2 separate regions of the Mus musculus genome follow, and region 1 is linked to region 2. The links are chromatin contacts, called in public HiChIP or PLAC-seq maps. All regions are on one chromosome and are shown on one strand. The core of a region is the stretch at or near the end of the contact, and the rest is flanking DNA. Distances in the headings are between cores, read along the strand shown.

What was found. HiChIP or PLAC-seq counts read pairs in DNA pulled down with a chosen protein or histone mark.
Region 1: a RAD21 HiChIP or PLAC-seq map of pro-B cells shows a contact between it and region 2, with 12 times the contacts expected there. The contact joins two enhancer-like sites. A contact is called at or near these places in 1 of 15 datasets of contacts at CTCF or cohesin (pro-B cells), 29 of 484 Hi-C or Micro-C datasets (the 63-12 cell line, the C10 cell line, DN2 thymocytes and 19 more) and 1 of 115 datasets of contacts at active chromatin or transcription factors (large pre-B cells).

What each region holds. Positions count from the first base shown.
Region 1 is chr8:81,476,524-81,482,076 of GRCm38.p6, forward strand. All of the region lies in intron 2 of Inpp4b (inositol polyphosphate-4-phosphatase, type II), which reads left to right. Among named protein-coding and RNA genes, the nearest start is that of Gm51582, 140 kb to the left of the region's middle. Within about 2 kb of position 2,333, at least 6 of the 459 cell types and tissues checked have an H3K27ac peak or open chromatin away from gene starts, as enhancers often do. A contact at or near this core is called in pro-B cells, where this site is marked.
Region 2 is chr8:81,065,326-81,070,280 of GRCm38.p6, forward strand. No RefSeq gene overlaps it. Among named protein-coding and RNA genes, the nearest start is that of Gm9725, 35 kb to the left of the region's middle. Within about 2 kb of position 1,631, at least 4 of the 459 cell types and tissues checked have an H3K27ac peak or open chromatin away from gene starts, as enhancers often do. A contact at or near this core is called in pro-B cells, where this site is marked.

The sequences.
Region 1 (5,553 bases), core at 1,083-3,582, 410 kb after region 2:
TACATCATTTTAATAACAACAGAAAGCAGAACATGAAAAATTGAAACGGAATAATAAAAAGCATGGTTTTAAGTGGAAATTTGGATCCTCCTGAGGCCCAATGTGTGTGAGGCAGTTGTAGCAGGGCTTAATTCAGAGCTCATGTTTGATGAGGACTCTGCTTTGCCTAGATGTAGTCACTGTGTCAAGCAATTAGTGCTCTCAAAACTCAGACAATATGTATGTATGTATGTATGTATGTATGTATGTATGTATGTATGTATGCATATATGTATGCATACATATATGTTTTTTTCATGCAATGAGTATGATACGCTTTCATCAGATTTATCTTTTCTCCTCCAACTTCTCCTATGGTCACTCCCATATCTTCTCTTAAAACCATGTCTTCTTCTATCATTATGTATTACATATGTACATAGAGAGCAACTGACTGACATAACCTACTGAGTCAGATGCACGTGAGGCTGATCACTTATCTATGTCTCTCCCTTTAACCCAAGCATTATGCAGATGGGGACAGGAGGGTTTAGTTCATACAGCCAGCCAGAGGTGCTCAATCAGTGAACACCCAGCTCAAAAACTCCAATGAAAAAAAAGACTGACAGAGTGAGATGCCCATCAGCCTCTAGCCTTCACACACATGCACACACACACACTTGCATGTATAGTGGCACACTTATGTACACACACACACACACACACACACAAATTAGCTTCTGAGATCTTTGTCATATTCCAGTTCTCTCCTCCCTCCCTCTCTCTCTCTCTCTCTCTCTCTCTCTCTCTCTCTCTCTCTCTCTCTCTCTCTCTCTTTCCTCTCTCTTCCCTCCCTCTCTCTCTCCCCCCTACCCCCTCTCTCTCATTGTGGGTGTCTGTGTCTCAGGCGCACCCATATATCATTGCTTAAATACATAATCTATTCCAGTATTTTTGATTTACATTGGCTTACATATGTCCTTCTGCTTCCACATGTATATGTATGCTTACATGTGTATATATTTCTATCATTTTAAATAAAGCCATCTGTAATGATGATTTTTCTTTCAATATAATTTTGAAAATATGTTGTTTTCCATTTGCCTTCACTCCAATGTGTAATATAGATATCCTTTGAATGAATATGCATGCTCTTTGATTCTCCAAGATTTTCATTGAAGGAGCATTTAAAAGGCTGAAAGATTCCTTTGTACTATGAGAGCTATAACTTAGCTATGCTCTGCATTAATTAGGCTTATCTGGAGAACATATACTATTTTCATCACATATTTTCAATAAGAATAAAATCATACTGACAATCCAGTAATTTATAAATTCACGGGTGGGACATACTTTGGGCCCTAGGAAGATGGCCAATCTTGTCACCCATTGTTGTGGGCCACACTGCATTTGTCATTGTGTGTGCCACACTGCACATGTTGTTGATGAAATGTCTAACCTGAGTTACTCAGAAAAGTTACTTTGGACTAAGAGAAAAGTCAGTGTCTTTTGTGACCTTTTCCTGTTTTACATCTTACACAAAAATTAATAAAAGTAAATAGTTATGTATTAATTTATTAATTTAATTTTTACCTGCTGTGTTCCCAAGTGCTGTAGTGCTGTAGCAGAAAAGTGCATCTAGAAATAGAGTGTCTTTCTTTTGTTACACATTCTTATATACACATACACACACACACAATTGTTGCATCTGATAGAAATTATCTGTAGGGTCTTGGTTAATGTCATAATCATTTCAGTTTCTTTTGTGTTTTCTGTCTCATCATCCATGTGGATACTAGAGACCCTTGAAGAAGCCCTGTCCTACCATGCACAAGTGTCATATATCTGATCCTCTGGGATCATGTGTGGCAGTTTCATGGCCATTTTGGGTGTGCCAGCATTTGAATGTGGAGTGAGATTTAACACACCCTGCTCGATGGTAGACAAGGCTTCTACGTTATGTAAACACTGAATGTCAAACCTGGGTCTTTGAGAAGTTGGGATAAAATAAAACCTATTGAGGTTAAAGTAGATTTATTATGAGTTGGGGTTCCCATTGCCAATATCCAGAAAAAGACTAAGGAGATTTGAAGGAATTGGTTTTCTTAAGGGTTAACAGACATGGTAGTTTTAATTTATTCAATATTGAGGGACTAGTCATGAAGGAGACTCAATTGACTGAAAATTAAATACCTGGACTGAAATTAATAGTTTGTAATTCAGTTCTTCCATATATATGTATACGTATGTATGTGTGTATGTGTGTATGTATGCATGTATGTATGTATGCATGTATTATACACTATGCATAGTCTGTATCATCTCTCTTTAAGCGCATTAAGCATTTAAACATCATGCCACTAGGTGTCAGCAGTAATCTCCTAGGGTTTCCGTGACCCTTGTCACAAAAAGGAACTTTATTAGAACATCATATTTGAAAACAACACTTATCTCATAATTTTAATGAAATATAAAAGTAGAATTGTAAAGATATAAAGTCTTATGAGATTATTTTATGCTTGTTTCTGCTCAAAGTTACTGTACCCTTCCTCTTGGTGTTTCTTATTTCAATATACTTGTAAGGTCTGCACATCTTCTCAGAAAGTGTACTTGATGTTACACCCTCCATTTCCACAGGTGTGCCCTGTGGTGCATACATTATGTATTGCATAAGCATTGGCTCTTTGGATTTTTATTTTCATTGTCATTGCAGATGTGTGTTTTGTAGCTACCAAATCTCAGAAGAGAGTGTGGCATTAATTTTTGAATACCAATACCTGTACCCTGCTCATTTACTAATGCCTAAGATATTCAGAATCTGTTTTGTTATTGCATGGAACTCAGAACATTTAGGAAGACAACACACTAATTGTGAATGCTTTCTCACCAATTGACAAAACAGCATGGAGATAGGAAAACTATATGTTCTGTGAATTGCAATCCACAATTTAGGCCTTAACAAGGTAGGTAAATATTTATAGACGTTAATAACAAACTATAGCTTGTCAGTGTTCAATGGATGGAATTTATTTGTTGATGCAGTTCTTATCTGGTTAGATTACTTCACATTAGGAGGACTCAGTCTAATCTTTTGGATTTTTGGTGCTAGGATCCTATCCTGAATGACTGTCTATCAACCAAATACCAAGCAGTTTTTATAAATAGTAAAAAAAAAAATAGACTTCTTTCCATCTCTCTTGTTCAGAAAATTTTTGATGTAAGTTGCATTTAAAAACATTTCAACAAAGGCTGTTAAAAGAATATAAAGAGAATTTCTCCCTCAAAGAAAATTCTAACAATGACTCTTCTAATATAAAGTTGCCTCTGCTTCATCCTGAAGTTATTCATTTGTGAGTTTTTAATTTAACTTGTAAGAGAAACATCAAGTTTACTGGAGTTTCGTATCCATTTTAGTAGTAGTAGAAGACTGTGCCGAGATTTTCCCCAACACCGAGGCTGTTAGTTTTAATTATATTCACAGGTGATGAAATCATGCTCCAATTATTTGACCCATGAAATGACCCCACCAGGACTTGATACAGGGGGCAAGTGCTGTGGATACATGAGAAGCACATCATTAGCCAACCTTGAACCTGGGGCCGAAGTGTGCAGCTTACTGGCTCTGTAATGGCCCTAAACCGTGATTCCCCTATTTAATCCCTTAAAAGAGGTCATTGCTGAGATCTGATAGGGCATCTATCATCCATCTGTCTGCTCATGACGTAGATGGAATAGAGATACTGCCAATTTCAACCTAGCTCCACAGTATGCTAACTCTTGCTTCATATCCATGTACATATTTCTCCTTTTTAATTGTAACTCATTATTGAGACTGTATGGCTACATCTTTTCTTGTTATGTATGGCAATTTAGTGCATGTATGCAGTATATTATAATTTAATACAATTGATTTCTTCATTCCTCGTTTTTATGTGTTGGGAATTTCATGTCCTGTGGTCATTGTGAAGTGTGTCCTATGATGTTTATTCATTGGTATCTCTACAATGATAAACAAAATTAGGGACTCCTACACCATAGCTGGACTCCGGTGTCTTTATTTGAACTCTGTTCCATCTTAAACCCCTCCTTTCCCAGTCTCTAGTTTTCCCAGAGGACATGTGGTATTTGATTTTCTGTGTCTGGCTTATTTCACATGGAATAATGCCCTCCAATTTCATCCATGTTACTTCAGATGATAGGATATTGGTATTTTTTATGGTGAAAATATGCCATTGTCTCTATTCATGGAAGGACATCTGAGTTTAGTCTAAATTTTGGCTATTGTATACAGGGCTGAAAGGAACAGGGGGCTGCAAGCATGTTTTTGATGTAACAATTTCTATACTCTGTATAGGTAATAGAATTTCTGGTTCATAATGGTAGTTCTGTTTTTGGTTTCCTGATATATTGCCTTCCTGTTTTTCATAGTGTCTATTCTAATTTATATCTCCACCAGTAGCAGATGCACTTGTATTTCTCCACATCCTTGGCCACACCTGTTAATTTCTTTGTGTTTTCTTTTTTTTTTCTTAGATAATTTTCTTTATTTACATTTCAAATGTTATCCCCTTTCCTAGTTTCCCCTCCAAATATCCCCTATCCCCTCCCCCGGCTTTCCAACCCACCCACTCCTGCATCCTGGCCCTGGCATTCCCCTATACTGAGGCATAGAACCTTCCGAGGACCAAGGGCCTCTCCTCTCATTGATGACCAAGTAGTCCATCCTCTGTTACATATGCAGTAAGAGCCATGAGTCCCACCATGTGATTTCTTTGATTGGTGGTTTAGTCCCAGGGAGCTCTAGGGTTACTGGTTAGTTCATATTGTTGTTCCTTCTATGGGACTGCAAACCCCTTTCAGCTCCTTGGTTTCTTTCTCTAGCTCCTCCATTGGGGACCCTGTGCTCCTTCCAATGGATGACTATGAACATCCACTTCTGTACTTGCCAGGCACTGGCCCAGCCTCTCAGGAGACAGCTGTATCCTGTCAGCAAAATCTTGTTGGCATCTGCAAGTGTCTGGGTTTGGTGGTTGTTTATGGGATGTATTGTTAATTTCTTTTTGATGATAGCCATTCTGATTTGGTATGATGCTGTCTCCATCAGGTTTTGATTTCCGTTTCTTTATGCATCTTGCATCTCTTCTCACATTCATTTGACTGTTCATTTACATGGATTAACCCAACAAATTGAAAAGACCAGGCTCTCTTTAGGATGTTCTGTAAATTTAAACACCTCATCAGGCCATTCCAAAAGCACTTTACCGCTGGCCACATCCCAAATTTTTGCAACTTTATTTCTAACCAATTCCTGGATAATATCTTGTAGCTCTCACAACCCTTCTGACGTCACTTGTATATGAAGTACTTGTGTCCACCAATATTTTTAGACTCAGTCACTTGTATTTTTAATCACTTCCTGTACTAATTTTTCCATCAGTAAAATGGGGCAGTAATAACAGGGAAAATGTGTATTCAAAGAATTTGATTTTTCAGTTATATCACATAGAAAATTTGACCTTTCCCATTTTGAGACAGGCTCTCACTATAGCCCATGATGGACTAGAAATCATGAGC
Region 2 (4,955 bases), core at 381-2,880:
AGGCTTACATGCCAGTCTAGCCACACGTGTGAATTCAGACTTATACAGTGCCTTCTTGCCTTGTTGCTGGTTAGAAAGACTGGAAATGTATGGGGACATGAGAAGAGAGAGGAGTCCCTCACAGAGGAACCTGGCCAGTAGAGAAACAAGAATTTTAGCACGACTAACAGCTACTTAAGTCCTGCATTCCTTCCTAGGAATTCCCTTCAGGTATCCCAGCAGAAAGGCCATTTACAGGGAGAGTACATGTTCTAAACCCGTTGTGCAAACCTAGTTAGTTTTGCTTTTACCTTATCTTGTAATTCTTGATCCATCTCACTTGTCACATTGAGAGAAAGAGAGAGAGAGAGGAAATGGTTTCTTAGTCACTGAGAGGTAGCTTGAGAGCCACTGAAATAACATGTATGAGTTGGATATATTATAAATAGATGCACTTGGATATGTCTTTCTTTATGATTGCCTCTTATTCTCCTAACCCTTATGCTTAAAATCTGGATTATGTTATCTTTAATGGAAACTCCCAACTCTACTAGGCTTGATATTGTTATATTATTATTATTATTATTATTATTATTATTATTATTATTATTATTATTATTATTATTGTTATATCACTATTTCATTTGAGCCATGAATCCCACTTTGGCCTGAGTCAAGGTCCTTGAAGATTAGGGGGCTCCTCAGGCGGCTCAGAATGGTGGTGTGTATGCCTCTGAGTCTCTCTGTCCTCTCATAACTCAACAGCCCATTTGGCTGTTGTCTACCTGATCAGGGCTCCTGCCCTCCTAAGCCTGTTAACACAAGCACCTTCAAGTTCTCCAAGGGAAGGTATAATTATTGTAGGATTTAATAACTTTTAAAAGTTTTCCCCACAACATAGGCTGTTTTGAAGAAGAGTCAGTAGAGAAAACAAACAAACAAACAAACAAAAAAACTAAAGTTGTCCACTGACCTTTTGACACCTCTTGTGAACATGGTATAATTTATACCTCACATAATATTCTTTTACCAAAGAATCCTCTAATAAGGTCTGAGCTTAGCTACTTTGCAGTTTGTCACCAGAAGCAAATGATACAGATTTTGTGTGTTGTGTGTTTTCTTAATAAAATCCTATATCTATGTTTGTGCCTCCTTAGGTTAGTTTTCTATCAGTACAATAGCAAGTCACCACAAACTCTAAGACAGAAGATAACACACATTATCTATTTTCTCTCAGCTGTAGACTGGAGTCTGACCAATGGGTCTCATTGGGCTGGCAGAACCAGGTTCCTTTCTGAAAGCTTTAGTCTAGAAGACAATGTCTTCTTGCTTTTCCTGTGTCAGACATCATCTGCATGGCTAACTCCTAGAACTCTTTCCCCATGTTCAAAACCCACATGTCTATGTGACCTCCTTCATCATTGTCTTTTTTTAAATATGGCAGAGATCGATCTGGGTCTGCCTGAATAATCCAGGTGATTTTTGCTTGTATGTGACCAAGTATCCTAAGTCACATTTTCAAAGTCTCTTTGTCCTGTGTGGTGGTTTGAATGAAAGTGTCCCCATAAGTTCATAGGAAGGGGCGCTAATAGGAAGTAGGCATGGCCTTGTTGGAGGAAGTGTGTCACTGGATGGGGGAGGGAGGGAGGAGGAGAGTTGGCTTTGAGGTTTCAAAGCTCTAGACAGGCCCAGTGGCTCACTCTCTCTTCCTGCTGCATACTGATTCAGATGTAAAATTTTCAGTTCCCTCTCCAGCTTCACATCTGTCTGCAGGCCACCATGCTTCCCACCGTGATGAAATGGACTAAACTTCTGAACTGTAAGCCAGCCCCAATGAAATGCTTTCCTTTATAAGAGTTGCCATGGCCAAGATCCTAAGACAGCATGGAAGATGGCATAGTCAGATTCCAGGGGTGATGACATGGATATTTTAAGGCCCTTATTTTGTTTACCTACCTACCTTTCTCTAAAAGCTAATGTGAAATAAAACTGGATACCTATAAATTCTGTGCAGATATCTTTCTGCTTCTAGTTTCAATATATATGCATGTCTCTGTAAATAAAGAAAAAAGTCCTCATTTTACACTTCAAATAAAGAGAAAAAAATTTAATTTTGACTCTAAGGCGCTTCTCTTCCATCATTCTCATTTCTCCCTCCCTCCTTTCCTTTCTGCCTCTTAAAGAAAGAGAAGCGATGTGACTAGCCGGGTGTGTGGTTACCCAGTTTTTCTTCTTTTCTGCTGGTAACAAAGGTAAGCGACCTTTCCACTTCTACTTCTCTTGTACCCTAGTAGAGTTAGCATCCAGACCTGCCTGACTCAGGGGTGAATACAAGAACTCTCCAGTGAGCAGTTTCCTGCTGTGCATGAAACCTAAGTTAATCAGGTCTCTTCCTTGCAATGTTTTCTCTTCTCTATGAATCACAGCTGCCAGTCTCCACACTACAGCTTAGACTGAGATGGTCCTGAACCTGGGAATGGTAATCCCAATGGGTTGCCTAGCTCGTGTCAGGGTGGGCTTAGATCTTGTTTGACTTGCAGCCATGCAGATTTCTAGTCAATAAATCTATTGTTAACCTAACCTAGTTTAAGTATTGTTTCTTGCTCTGAATGGTGGTATACACTTTTAGTCCAAGCACTCAGGCAGGTGGATCTCTGACTTTGAGGCCAGAATTGTTTCTTGCAAATAAGAATGGTCTCAACTCATACCAGTTCTTCTCCTTCTCCCAACCATACCTGTTCCTAGGTTTCTCCATGATTTTGCTAATTCATCAAATTCTAATCTAAAATCAGGGATATCTGTTGTGGAAAGAAAGACCAAGAAATTGGCCTTTCTGACATTGCTTATGCTAATTCATGGGAACACACTGGAAATTTTCACTCCACATTATACTGTTTGTTTTTGGATTACACAATTCAGCTAATTAGAGAGGTTTACATACAGATGCTGGCAATCCTGTTAGTACAATGGCGGCACGATTGACATCTGAATACTTAATTTGTTTCTATGACCAAATTTCTGGAGTAAAAGTAAAATCTTTAAAATGAAATATTTTCATTTTTACTTTGCTTCTGGAACTAATGTATTCTCAACGAAATCTTCAAAGCCAATTTATTCTAAATTCAAATCACTCAGTGCATCGTAGTTTGCAAAGTTCAGTAGGCTGTATAAAAACATTCTAGCCACAGCTCCCCCACAATACTCTGATTCAAGCACATATACAGTTTCACTTTGTAATCTGTCTGCTCATGAGCATAGTTCTGAGACTCAGAAAACTGCTTATATTTTCCAGGTCTATGAGTAGAGGCCTGACATGTACTTCCAATGAGAGAAAAGTGCAGCTCTTTGGGGGAGGGGTTAGAAGAATGCCTTCTGGCTTCTAAGGCCAGTAGGCTTATAAGGTCGGTCAGCCTCTCTATTTATGTTAAGAATGCAGTCCAGCCAGTTTTTAAGCCAAGTTTACTGAGCAGTAGGTCTGCTCTGTCTTTGTGAAATCATCACAGCAGTGCTCCCTCTTGCTCTGGAAATATTAAAGCATAAAGCAAGTGTAGCAGGTTGCTAAGGAGCCCGCAGCATCACGTGTTGCAGAACTCAACTGAGGCTTCAACCCCTTTGCCAGACGGGACACACAGTTCACTTTTAATATAGAGAATCAGAACTGGAGTTCTCCAGTCCTTATAAGGGTGTCACTATGTCTCAACACAAATGTATTTTTATTAATCTTTATTAATTCAGTTTTGTTATTGCTTACGGTTTAAATTTTTTCCCCTGTTGCTGTGATAAAATACTCTGACAAAATCAACTTATGGGGGAAAAGGTTTATTCTGGATCACAGGTCCTTTCTGTCTGCCTTTATATGTCAAGTGCCTCAAAAGTGCCGTAGTCAGAATATGGAAAGTGCCCACAGGCACATGCATTTGAACACTTCTCTCTGATTGGTGCAGAAGGTTGAGAAGGCTGTGGAATACTTGGGATGTGGAGCTTTGCTGGAAGAAATGGGTCACAGGGGCTGGATCTTGAGGCTTGACAGCCCAGCCCTGCTTCTTATTTACTCTCTGCCTCCTGCATGCAGATGTGATGTGACCAGCATGCTCCCTGCTCTTACTGTCACACCTTCTCTGCTTGCTGGGCATTTGGACTGTGCCATAGCCCTTAATCAGGACTTGTCTGGATATTTTTCTATTCCTAAGTTAAAAGTACTTCTCTGGTAAGCAAGATGCTTCAGAATCGGAGAGAAAAAGTGAGATGCTTGTGCTATGAGAGAGTGGGAAGGTGTGATATGAAACTTGTATCGCTTGCCAAAGAGGAAACTGCCTGTCTTGGATGGTCTCCATTTCTGGCTCCTCCTCCTCCCTGCTATCTGTATTGCAGGGATCACAGCGAGCCAGTCTGGAGAATACTGATGAGGACAAAAGTCTTGAGGTAATGGAGCAAGAAGAAGGAAGCTGGGTCTCCAATGACCTCATGGAACTAAGTGTCTCACGAATCTAGACTTCTTGCTTTTCTTTTTGAGGGAAAATAAGCTTTTATCTTATTAAAGCCATTATTTTAGAGATTTTTTTCCATAACAGCATAGATTCTTCTTTAACTAATGTAATGATGAAAGCACTCTTCCTCTGTCTGAGCATGAGAGTTCATGGGGGAGAACTGAGAGGCTGGGAGCATGGAACCAGCTGAGTACAGCAGACTTCCTTTCCAGGGCTGCCCTTAACTAGGGCTGAGGATAACTCTAGGCTTCCAGGGAAAAGTTCTTGACTATTACATGGTACTAGCTAGTTTAGTTCTGAGGTTAGATGAGTTGTTATTTTAAGATGATGGAAAAATTAGCTTAGTTGTGAATGTTACACAAATGACAGGAAGGAACCAGACTAATAATATTTCAAAGGGCTGGGGGGGGGCTACAATTATTTGATAAAAGTTATACTTTATTCAGTTTCTTTAAAAAATGCAATGGTTACTTATAAACTTGGAAACAA